Regions from separate parts of the Mus musculus genome. Here region 1 is linked to region 2. A link is a contact called in public Hi-C data. All regions are on one chromosome and are shown on one strand. The core of a region is the stretch at or near the end of the contact, and the rest is flanking DNA. Distances in the headings are between cores, read along the strand shown.

Evidence for each region. A called contact is a pair of places that touch in the nucleus more often than the background predicts.
Region 1: a Hi-C map of reprogramming fibroblasts shows a contact between it and region 2, with 3 times the contacts expected there. The contact joins two enhancer-like sites. A contact is called at or near these places in 2 of 15 datasets of contacts at CTCF or cohesin (pro-B cells and stem cell-derived epiblast-like cells), 37 of 484 Hi-C or Micro-C datasets (the C2C12 cell line, the HL-1 cell line, the Patski cell line and 24 more) and 3 of 115 datasets of contacts at active chromatin or transcription factors (astrocytes, embryonic fibroblasts and vascular smooth muscle cells).

The regions. Positions count from the first base shown.
Region 1 is chr12:10,227,717-10,234,016 of GRCm38.p6, forward strand. No RefSeq gene overlaps it. Among named protein-coding and RNA genes, the nearest start is that of Nt5c1b, 140 kb to the right of the region's middle. Within about 2 kb of position 3,200, at least 27 of the 459 cell types and tissues checked have an H3K27ac peak or open chromatin away from gene starts, as enhancers often do.
Region 2 is chr12:9,174,523-9,180,430 of GRCm38.p6, forward strand. No RefSeq gene overlaps it. Among named protein-coding and RNA genes, the nearest start is that of Ttc32, 150 kb to the left of the region's middle. Within about 2 kb of position 4,364, at least 11 of the 459 cell types and tissues checked have an H3K27ac peak or open chromatin away from gene starts, as enhancers often do.

The DNA.
Region 1 (6,300 bases), core at 1,950-4,449, 1.1 Mb after region 2:
ATGATGATTCCATTTATATGATATTTTAATTAAGATAAAGTATCGGGTCATAAAACAGAAATGGGACTGGCAGCAGAGGAAGTAGAATGACTTCAGAGAAGCCTGAAGAGTTGCCCATGTGATATAAATATTGCCATCTCCAAGACTCTGGTGGTTACAGGTCTGAAAGCTTTGATTGTAATTATAGAAATTATTCAGGAAATGGTGTTCACATTGAATATCAAACTCCAATAAGCCTTACTTTTTCGGGCAGAAGAGGTTCTCTAATTCTCTGCTCAAGCTATTGGGTATGCTCCCATACCTAAGGCCCACTAGGAATAGCTTTTGAGAATCCAACAATATCCAAGAGACAGGAGTCTCAAGTTTTCTTTTAGAAAACATGTATCCTTAGAACTTGTATGGTTACACCTCTCCATGGATTTTTGCCTTATCACCTTCTTGCAATTCTCATTTGATTTTCTTAGATTCAATAAATCTCCCATATTCATATTCTCTCTCTCTCTCTCTCTCTCTCTCTCTCTCTCTCTCTCTCTCTCTCTCTCTCTCTCTCTCTCTCAAGTGGCTTACCTGGAATGAGTGGGATAGCCACTTGATTTTTTTCTTCCAAGACCCCACTTCTCTCTCATATCTTATAAGAAGCTCCACCTTCTAGTTCTTCATATTTCAAGGCTCAGATAATTTCTGTTTTATGTTCACTTCAGTTGAAATGAACTCATCAAAAACTCTACTCTTCTTTATCATTTGTATATGCGTGGCATGTGACTTACCACAGTTTATTATTCTGACTGACAATGAAGATAAGCTGTGGTAAAACTTAGTAGGGGTCACCAATATCAATGATTCTTATCCTGGTTGGAAGGTAAACTTTATTTTCTAGATTCTTAGATATGAAGAGATATATGATAGTGGAGAAGGGACTTGGAAAACTAGAATGCTTCTAGAACAAAGCTAAAAAAGAAAATTGGAGATATCAACAGACCCCCTTTCCTATTATCTATGAGAGTAGATGTTTTATGTGTAGGCAGACAAATTGGAGCCTTTCTTGCAGCACAGAGGAGTCATATAACAGAGGGTCCTCTAGAGACAACTTCAGCATTTGTGTGGACACAAAACAGACTTCCTTTTTTAAGTTGCTGAGATTTTATACTATGGTATAACCTGTGTCTTCTTGAACTATATAATAATATTATAGAAAATCATAATGCAGTTTACAATCCAGCCCCATGAAACCAATTGGACAAGGGAATAAGTAAATACTCCCATAATTCCAGAGTTCAATACACTATGTTACATACACTAGAAAGGTCCACAAAACCTGTCTAATGAATTGAGATTACAAACCAATACTTTAAAAGTATCTTCTTAGGAACACTATGGGAAAAAGAAAAAGAGGAGGAAGAAGAGGAAGAAGAGGAGGAGGACTAAGTGAATTACATCATTGATATATACATATTCATATATGTTTACATATACATATGCACATACACATATACATATTGGCCAGTCATATCTGCTTCTACCTTAGGTTGTCCAGTCATCATCCAAGAGCTTCCTCTGGTACCTGATGGGAATAGGTGCAGAGATCCACATCCAGTCACTACCCAGAGAGAGTCTAAGTTGGAAGTTTCAATCAGTTCCCTCACCTCAGAGCTCAGGGAAAGCCATGGAAGAGAGGGAGAAAAGATTGTAGAAGTCAACGGGATTGCAAGACACCAGGAGAGTACTGTCCACTGAATCAACTACACAGGGCTCATAAGAGCTCACAAAGACTGAATTGGCAAGCACAGGTCTGCATGCATCTGTACCAAGTCCCATGCATATATGTTATGACTGTTAGCTTAGTGTGTTTTTGTGAACCTCCTAGCAGTGGGATTGAGAATGTATCTCTGACTCTTTTGCCTGCTCCTGAGACTCCTATCATCCTGTTAGGTTGCTTTTCCCAACCTAGAAATAAGGGCTTTTGCCTTGTCTTATTGTATCTTCCTTTGTCATGTTTTGTTGTTGTCTCTTAGAAGCCCACTATTTACTAAGGGGAAATGGTGAAGGAGGGAAGGGCATGTGTGGGTGAACATGAATGGGTGGATGGAGGAGAAACTGTGTTTGGGATGTTTTGTATGAGAAAAGAACCTATTTTCAGTAATACAAAAAGAATACTCAATGAGGCTCATAACTGTTACTTTGAACTAATTTAGTCATAACCTTTCATTTTTAAATTATGGAAACTGACATCCAAAAGCAATCAGTACTTGACAGTATGGCCATCATATGAGTAGTTATTGCTAGGCAAGAGCCCTAGTCCTAACCTGCTAACTATCCTACAACATAAAACCCTAAAAATAACAGTGAACAGTAATTTTAAATCACATGTATCTTAGCTTTCATTCTTCCATTGTGTAAAATAATAGAAGGCTATTTAAAAAGACCATTCTTCAAAAATCATACGTCTTCTTCACTCTCATGGCTTTCCAAGAAAATGTGATCTCTTCAAACTTCTTTTGTGCCTGTTTAATCAAAAGGCCACCTGTAACACACATGGACTGACTGAAAACCAAGTTGTTTCAAACAATTGTTGAAAACAATAAGCAGCACATTATTTCAGAATGTAAATAAATATTATGTTCTGTGTTATGGGTTTTGGATCTTTGTATCCATGTAAGCAAAAATGGGGTCAAATGGAAAAAATGCAATATTTGAAATCAGAAACTAGGGACTTAAAAATCCAAATCTTATATTTGTGGTTATTGAGTATTCTCATTCATGTATCACAAGAACCAGGTATCATAATTATTGTCTGTAACCACAGGGCTAGAGAATTGGAGACAGGAGGATAATCAGTTCAGACTGGTTATCCTTGGCTATATAGCAAGACCAATTTAGGAACCCTGCCTAAAATTAACAAAGTTAAAGAGTAAAGTCGGTAGGAGCACTTTAGCACATCCATGTACCAGCGCACACAGTCTTCTGCTAATTACTCTGCAGTTACTTCTCTTGTGGACTCTTCTCACCAGTCATGGGATCTGCGTCTGTGCTTTTCATCCCCGTGTAATCTGCAGCCCGCATCACATCCAGCTCCTTCTCTCCTGCCTCTGTAGATTTTCATCAGCCAAGACAAGAAGCCAGGTGGGACAGACTTTGTGAGGGACAGAACATGGGGGCCTGATGGAGGTGAGGAGAGATGGGAGGAAATGTCAGAGTGTTGGGAGAAAGTATGTTGATGACGCAGTAGGTGGGAAAGCTGGTCTGGTTAATGTCCGAGGTGTCCCAACACTCCAGACACTGCTATACTTACTCCTGTGCCACTGGAGTGAAACTTTTCTTAGGATCACTAGTCACTCAGCAAATCTTTTTTTTTTTTCCTTGAAGTTTTGCAAAGCGCATTTCCTGGCTCCAGGATTTTGCCACTGATGCCTATACAGACCGTTACTTTTATATTCTTTTGAAGCTATGTGTTTGTTTCAGGCAAGGCTTACATAGAAAAACTTAGGATTAGAAAAAAACAAAACGAAAAAGTAGTTCTAAATCATGGCTCTGAAGAGCAACAACTAGACTACGAGACATGCTTTAGCAAGGACTCCCTCAGAGGCACTGATGATGTCAGAGATACAAATAGCACGGCCCATCACTCAGCTGCATGCCTCCTAACCACAGAAGCACAGACATACACTAATGGACACATGGCTGCCTGTTTTTAGTGGATCTGCTACCAATTCTGTATCAGCATCTTTGTGTTTTTTGGCAAACTCAGGAAAGAGATTGCTAATCTTAGCACCCTAATTGGGGAGACTATCTGCCTTCTTTCGAGATTTACAGTTCCCAAGGTCTAAGGGGCACCCAGCTTATGTCCTGGCAACTCATTGCACGGCTTTGTTACTATTTGGAAACCACTTATTAGAATCTGCTTTAAACGTTATGGGAGAGTCGCTGCTGGTGTAAAATCATCCTCTAAGTTTTACTGAAGACATTGACCTTTTCTGTTCCCTTTCTTATGTGCATAGAAATCCAGTATGCCTCAGCCTGACATGGTCCATCAGTCACGAAAATGTGACACCCAGAACAGCAGCTGGGGGTGGGGAGGGTATAGAAGTACAAGAGCAGCTTCCTTACCCTGCCTGTGCTTTGAGCTGCACACCAATCTGCAGCTCCATTTTCCTTTCTTGGCCTTGGGCCCCTTCTTTCCGGCACTCTGTTTCAAAAAACATCACAAGCTTTGCAGGTGGTTTGTGTTGCACCACAGCTCGTATTCCTGACAGATCCTACGTCTGCACATTAATACTCCTCAATACTTCCAGCCTGAAGCTTTCCCAGACACACTGGCCTAAGAGCCTCAGAAGCAACACATTATATGGCTTGCTACACAGGAATTCCTTCTGGGTCTGAAGGTTGGAAGGTCATAGTGCTTTAAACAAAATAGGCTTCATGGCCACTTGCCTATGAACTTTAAGGTATTTGACTACATGAATAAGAAACCAGTCTTCTACAAAGATGCTGGGCAGCGCTGAGTTACCACAAGCATGAATGATTATCAATGCTACAATTACAATCATACAGTGCTTAGAAAATCAATCAGTAAACATTTGTTAGGTCCTTCTCCTCTATGTGACATTATCTAGTTTAAATAATATATTTCTTTTCAAAGGATATCACATAAGGCCAGTGATTATTTATACAATTTATAATTAAAAGAATACCTAAAACAATGTAATCTGGCAAAGGCTATATATACACTTAGTTTAAGGACAGGCAGGGCAGGACACTAAACCAAGATAAAGGGTTCCTGAGTTCAGGCTAGCTAACCCAACTTATTCATTCAGAGACTGAAAAACAATGAAGAGAATGGTGTTAACTGGCAAAGAGATGAAAGGAAAAAAAAAAAGCTCAGCAATTGACTTCTACATTGTTACAATCTGTCATTTGAGGAGCCATTGGAATAGTTTGCTGGGCTGGGGAGCGATTTTTCTCATTTTACTATTTTGCATTGAAATAAAGTGGGATACCTTAGTTTGAAATGTGTGAAAACAAAGTTTTCAAGCTTTAGCAACAAATACAGAATGGTGGAGCAAGGGAGAGTTTCGTCTCCCAGGAAATCTGGAAATAAGAGAAGAGAGAGCTATTCCTAAGGGTCCTGAATAGATGAGTGAAGTGACTCTCAATAAATCAGACCTTTGGAGACAACAGTCAATAAAAAGAAGGAGTACAGAAGCCGCCCCTGGGGTGTCCATTCTTTCCTTTTTTTTCTTAAAGAACATGATTTTGTATTAACTCTATGGACACATTTATGGTGACTCCAAATTGCTGTTACTTTAAATCTAGAATTTTATTTTAGGTTCTTACCCGGAGAAATTTGGAGGTAGTAAAAGATATCAGATTAGAGAAGGAGGGGAACATTCAAGAAATACCGTGCATTAACACAAGGCTCACCCTATCCCTTGGGGACTGACATCAAGCCACAGAAGAATTAGCAGGAGTGGAGAGTGGGGGAGCCCTGTCAATTGCCTGTTGGAAAAAAATTGACAGAGGGTCCAAGCCAGAGGGTTTCTTGAGAAGAGAGGGCTGGAGGACTGCGGAGGTCCACAGTGCATAACTAACCCAAGATTTAGATATAGGCTGACAGATCCGATCTCAGAATCACACTGGAACTGACCACAGCTCCTGGCCTCCATGCCTCATGGGAGGGCCCCTTCCATTTTAGTGTGATTAGAGTAGAAGAATATCTATGGGTCTTGTTCACAAGACAGCTCTGGGAACATTCTCAAAATGTACATCTTCAATCCCTTATCTAGTTTTTGTTCAATCTACTTGCTATTTGGGTAAATGACTAAGAGTAGAAAATCATGAAGAAGCTTGGTTTGGGGAACATAACCTTATAAAGTACACAGTCATGAACTTGCCTTCTTTGGAATTAATCTGGAAGTATTCAAGTATAGAAATGACCAAGCTAGTACAAACTAATTATTAGCTAAATCCAAGATTTCAACTTATTTGTTTTAATTTTTAGCACAGTGATCAGTCATGATAATAATATTCATGATAACTGGGTGTCTTATTGGACACATAACAAGAAATGTCTCTATACATAAAGTAGTTGTGAACTATGAAGGAAGGATGGGACAAATTAAAATACTCTTTCTTCCTGTCCTATGAGAAATCGCAATCTGATTGAAACCAGAGAAATGAATCTTACCCTCACATGTTGTTTACATGGTGGACTTGGACCAAAAGCACAAAGCAATGTGGGAAATATACAACAGGGAAGAAAGTACTTGAGCTTTCTTGGACTACAAATTAAATCCTTCATCTGGT
Region 2 (5,908 bases), core at 3,114-5,613:
GGGTCATGTTCGGCTCAGAGGGCAATTTGCTGGAATTTAGGGGAGTTCCTTTCCTCTGAGGTCAGAGAAAGCTCTTGGGAGGAGGAGGGTTTCGAGATGGGATTAGAGGGGTGAAAAGGAATTTGGTATGCTAGATGTAGGAAATGAGCTCAAATAAAAGCTGCACGGTGACTAGATCTCTAGTAAGGGAAAAGGGGATTGTGTGTGTGTGTGTGTGTTTCATGCACAAATATGCTTATTTGTTTATATACATATATGCCTATCTATCTATCTATCTATCTATCTATCTATCTATCTATCTATCTATCTATCTACACACACACACACACACACACACAATCTATGTCTATGTAGATCTCTAATTGGAAGCCAAGCTTTGCCTATATCCATGAAAACTTCATATCCATGCCAATGCCTGCCTTACTGTCTTCATCTCTGTCCATATCAGTGTCTGTATTTGTGTTCATATTTAAGCCTGTGTCAGTGTCTCTGCCTACTCTGATATCTGTGTCTGCATTCATGTCAGCATCCATGTCCTGGCCCATGTGTGTCTCAGCACTCATATCTATGTCTCTGTTTAAGCCCGTACAAACCTCCAGGTTTAGGAGCAGTGAGCAGACTGATGGCCTTTCGGAACTTAATGGTGAAATGCCTGTATTTAAAAGCAGGGCTTTTCAGAGGTCAGTTCTAGTCAGATTTGCTAACACTTTTCTTGTCTAAGCTAGGGCCTCACTACTCAGTATGGGACAGGACATTAGAAATCACCCTGGCCACGTGTGGAAATGGCAGAGGTGGTGGGGACACATTGCCTGGTTCTGGGACTCTAGCTCTCTCTGCTTATGCCTCTCACTCTCTTAAAGCCAGGGAGCTATCTATACCTCTGCATCTCCGTGCCTCTGCAATGTTCCCAGTGCTTTACCGTTTGGTCCTTTGGAATTAGAAGTGAGCAGAATATCAGCCTTTGCTAACGTCACTGTATAGGTGTAGAATTATTGAGCCAACAGAACCTTTCTCTGTTCTTTGGATAATTTAGCACGGTTTGAAGACAGGGACTGTGCTTTATTGACTGACATCCCCTCATCATCAGCTGCCTACTTGAACCATACTTAATATTAAGCAACCACACCTGCTGCTAACGTTCTGTCCCCGTAGGAAGACAATGTAGGCTCCGAGGATTTGGATGCAGGTTCTTATGCCTACGATTGCTCTTACCCACTGGGACATCTCCTGGCCACCTTGATTTTCTTTTTCAGAATCCAACCACCTTCTCCCAAACCCTCAATCTGTGCTCTGGGGATTCTGCTGGAACTGTACAACCTTATGATAGATTCATTAGTCCCTTGTGGTCCAATTTAGTTCTGTCTCCACAGAATACTGGGGTTTCTGCATACAATATAGACCCTGCCAAAAGCTAGGGAAGGCAACTGTTATGTCCAAACCTGGCATGGGCACTGCAGTAGCAAGGTAGATGGGATCCGCTGTCTCTTTATTCTCATGAGTCTGGTTGGGGAGCTGTTGGTCCAAGAGAGATGGAGGGCAATGTTTCCTGTTTTGAGCCTTTGGGGCACAGCAGGGGTGAAGTCCTCTGGCTTGTCTCTTGGGTTTCCATTCGCATACCTCTTAATTCCTAATGTGTACATCCCAAGAGAGCCCTGAGCATGATTCTTTTGCTCCATCATTGGCAGCAGTTTGCTGCTGATTTGGCTGGAACTCTAGCTCTGAAGGTCTCTATAACCCAGTGTGCCCTGGAAGGGAAGACCCACACTAGTCTTCTGGGAGCCTGAGTGTCCCTTGGAATCAGAGCCCCTCTGTTTATTTTCTTAAGGCTTAAGTGATGAGTTTCTGCTGACTTATAGGGAAGGTATGTGTCCTGTGGAGGAGGCAATGAGTAGCTGTTTTTTTAATCCAAATTTGGAGACGTCTCCATGGCTCCTGGGCTCTCCGTGGGGCACAGGCAGAGCTCAGCTATCTGTTGCTTGAGGCAGCTTGGCACTGGGAAGGACTCAGAATAGCAGAGTAGCTCTTAGCATGCAGTCCAGTTACTCTGGACTTGGGGACTGAGACTGGAACTCTGCTCTCCACATCAGCCATGACCTGCTCCTGTAAAGTCAGACTGGATCATCCCTGTTCATGTGTCCCTGCTTCCCCATGCCTTTTAATAATTCAAATTTCAACCCTGGAATTCTAGCCCATGTTGATTCTTCTAGAAGGTTCTCATTGATTATCTTTGCCTAATTTAATAATCATATTGTGCCTTCACTGTGCACAGTTTTTCGTTCTTTCCCTATGTATGCCTCTAGTAATACCTTCCATTCGTTTCCAGAATTGTCCTTGTTTTCTGTGATTGGTTTGCATTGTCGCTACAGGGTGCTTGGGGCTTGTGGGTAGGGTACCACACTTATACTGTCTAGATTCCTTGGGCACTTAGCACCCAAAGGGAGCTTAGAGAATAAATGCAAAGGCCACTGTCCCTATAAGAGCTTCTTGTGCCTTTAAACAGAGTCACTCACAGCTTTGTTGCTCTGGCAATCTCTGTGTAGATGTCTCTCTCAACACATACAGTGGAACACTTGTTTGTTTATAGATTATTATTTATAGATTATTATTATTATACACTTGATTGTTTATAGATTTCTCTCCTTTTAGCAAGTGGCGAGGCAGCTGGGGATAGGTGCTATGTTCTACTCATCTCAGCATCCATATTCAAAGACCTGTTAGCTCGAACTGTGTTCCAAAGGTAAATGAACTACTTATGTGCTATTCAGTAAGAATCTCTTAGGCCAACACATCGTTCTGAGTCCAGCTGCCAATCTTGCCAGATGGAGGGCACTTCTATGGCAGGGTGGGATCAGACTATTTGCTCTGTTGCCCGTGTAGCTCAGCCTCTTGCCCTTCACGGGAAACATGGGGGAGTTGTTATGGGTGGAACAGAAACAAACACACCCACCAAGAGATGACTTGTGAGCTTTCCACGTGATCATGTCTGGGTCAAATAGACCTGGAACATAGGGGATAGATGTACAGGTAAGCAGTGGTATATGGCACACAGTAGATGCTTAATGGATTCCTCTATCTTGAAGAAATCAAACGCCAGCACAGGCCTTTTCCCTCGTGGGTTATGTCTGAGCCCTGAGCTGTGCTGTGACCCTATGTAGTAGCATCACAGTTGGCAGAAGTCTACAAAAGGCAAAATTCACTTCCTCAGCCCTCTCGCATCTCTGTGATGCCAAAGAATATTGCCAACTATAATTATTTGGATCTAAAATGTGTCCCCAAAGCCTACTCAGAAAGGATTAGTCTCCAGAAATTTAAAAGGTAAGGTCTCGTGAAAGATTTTATATCACGAGAGGTATTCCCCTTGAAGTGAATATTGGGACACTGACCCAGTTCTCTCTTACACATCTCTGCTTAGAAGTGTATGATTTTGCCACCTATACTATCACCATGACACACTGCCTTGCCACAGGTCCCAAGCAACAAGACCAACTGGGCATGGATCAAAGCCTACAGGACAGTGAACCTTTCATCTTTTAAAGTTGATTATATTAGGCCCTTTGTTAGAGTAATGCAATGTTCATGGAGACATTTCCTCTTGGCTTGTATGCTCCCAGAAACCGAGTCCTTACCTGAGTTGTTCTGAACTCTATAGACAGTGCCTGGGGCAGGACAATGTCTTTGGTGGGAGCTCTCATGCTTGTGGATAATAGGCATGGGACTTTGCATAATGGAGATCACAGTGGTTGATTCATGCTGTCTGGGGCACTATAAGCTTCCCTTTCAGAGTTCCATCTGAGTTGGGAATACCCCAGCACAGTCCAGTTGAGAGAGTGATGGATGGGATGGGGTTAGGGGTGGGGATGGGGATGGGGGTAGGGGTGGAGATGGGGATGGGGGTGGGGGTGGGACGGGAGTGGGGGTAGGGATGGGGATGGGGAGGCAGGGTTATATATAGAGGAGGGAGGCAACCATTACTTCCTCTAGGCAGATGGACCCTCGGGTCAGCCTGAAGACCTCTGGCTTCTGCACACAGCAGAGTAAGTGGCCTGGAGGGTCTCATCCACGTGGCTAACAAGGAGCTTCCTAACTTTTAAAGTCCTCTTGACCCCTGGCCAGCTGTGGTCTATTCCCCAGTTCCCTGAGTTTGTTCTGAGCTTACTTAGAATATGCCCCCCCCTTCAGCTCTCTGAATGTTTGAAAGGAAGAGTGAAGTAAGTTGATCTTCTCTGCTGCTCAGGGTACAGGCAAGTTTAGCAGCCCAACCTTAATTATGCAGGCTGGGGGGCTCCCTGAACTTCCATGTGACCACTGCATAGCTGACACACAGTGGGACAAAGGCTGCTGGGAGTCCCAGGAGGGAAGAGCTCAGGTCCTGGGCATGGAATCTGACGGACGATTGTTATTGCAACGGGTCTGTAGCTGAATGACATCATCCTATCGAGAGCAGGGATTTTTTTTGTCAGTCTTTTAACACAAGTTTATGTTTTTCAGACCTTAAATCTGCAGGTCATTTTTTACATTTGCTATTGAGAGCAGATGTGGCTGATCCCTATCGGGTTCTACTGAAAAAATGACGGGGTCGCAGAGGGTCAAATACAGAGAGCCTTTCAATCTCCGTTATTATTTCCTCTACTCAGTGGCCTCAGCAGGAAGCTTATGCTTGGTAATGGTGGCCTTCATAATATCCTCATGCTTGCGAGTCCCAGGCCCTGGCCATGGGTGATTTTTACACTAGAAACCTCTTCTAGGCTCAGCTGCCTGATATGACAAGGAAGCCCTGGCTGAGAAGCAGGAAACCCAAGTTTTCAAACCTCAGCTCCCTGACGCATGTGATGGTCTTTGGATGGAATGGTCTGTGCTCTTGACTTTGGATGTCCTTGCGGATGGTGTGTGGAAAATCAGAGAGATGCCTTCATTAACAAGGATGCTCACTTTTTAACTGCCTTGGCATCTAGTAGGTTGTGCTGGTAGGACGGGTGGATTTGGGATCTTCCATAGGAGAACTGTGAAGAGTTTCCTCTATTCACATCTGTCACTGTCACACTGTCACCTATGATGACTTTTAAGGGAGGCTTTATATTCATGGGCCACTTGAATAGGAAAATTTCCAGCTTAGACTTGTATACATTTTTGGTATGCATGCATGCATCCAACTATCTGACATTTGTGGAGCAGTGGGGCATCTTCTCTTAACTTCTTATCATTACAGATATTAAGATGGACAAGTCAACCCTCTTCTAGAATTCATAGAAGATTTATTGAAGAGCGCAAGCTTGTATGATATAGGCAAAAGATGAGATGGGGATGGGGCACTTCAGCAGGCAGACAGAGAGTGGGGAGGTGAGGTTGAGAGGTGCCATGTGAAAGAAGGAACCCACAGGTCTTGCCACTATGAGGATTTCATGTGTGATAACACAACCTTGGCTCCCTCGGCCTTTTGCTGCCTCACTCCCAGTTGTATTGACAGAGCAAAGGTAGATGTATTCAGTTGGAGAGGGAAAGGGTTGAGGTATACATAGGTATGTGCATGGCATATGAGAACCTTCAGAAGCACTTAAAAATGTGAGCTTTGGGAGGAGAGATGGGAACTCTCATTAATGGAGACTATTAGTTGGTCCATTTACTTTTTAAAAATATAAGTATTCATCTACATAAATTCTTCTTATGACTTGTCCATGTTTTCCCAAATATATAGTTTTGGTAACCTGGTGCACAGTGGCTATTCAGAAGACTTGCTGACTATGTGAGGCCAACACAGGGAACCTCACTGAGTCTTTGGGAATCTCAGCATTGGTGGAGAAGGGGAAGAAACTGGAATTGTACTTGTACAGAACCTGGACAGCTCCAGTAGGCATGGCAGATAGCGTCCCTCCCCTCTGACTCTTTTGTTTCTCTATCTAAATCTGGGACA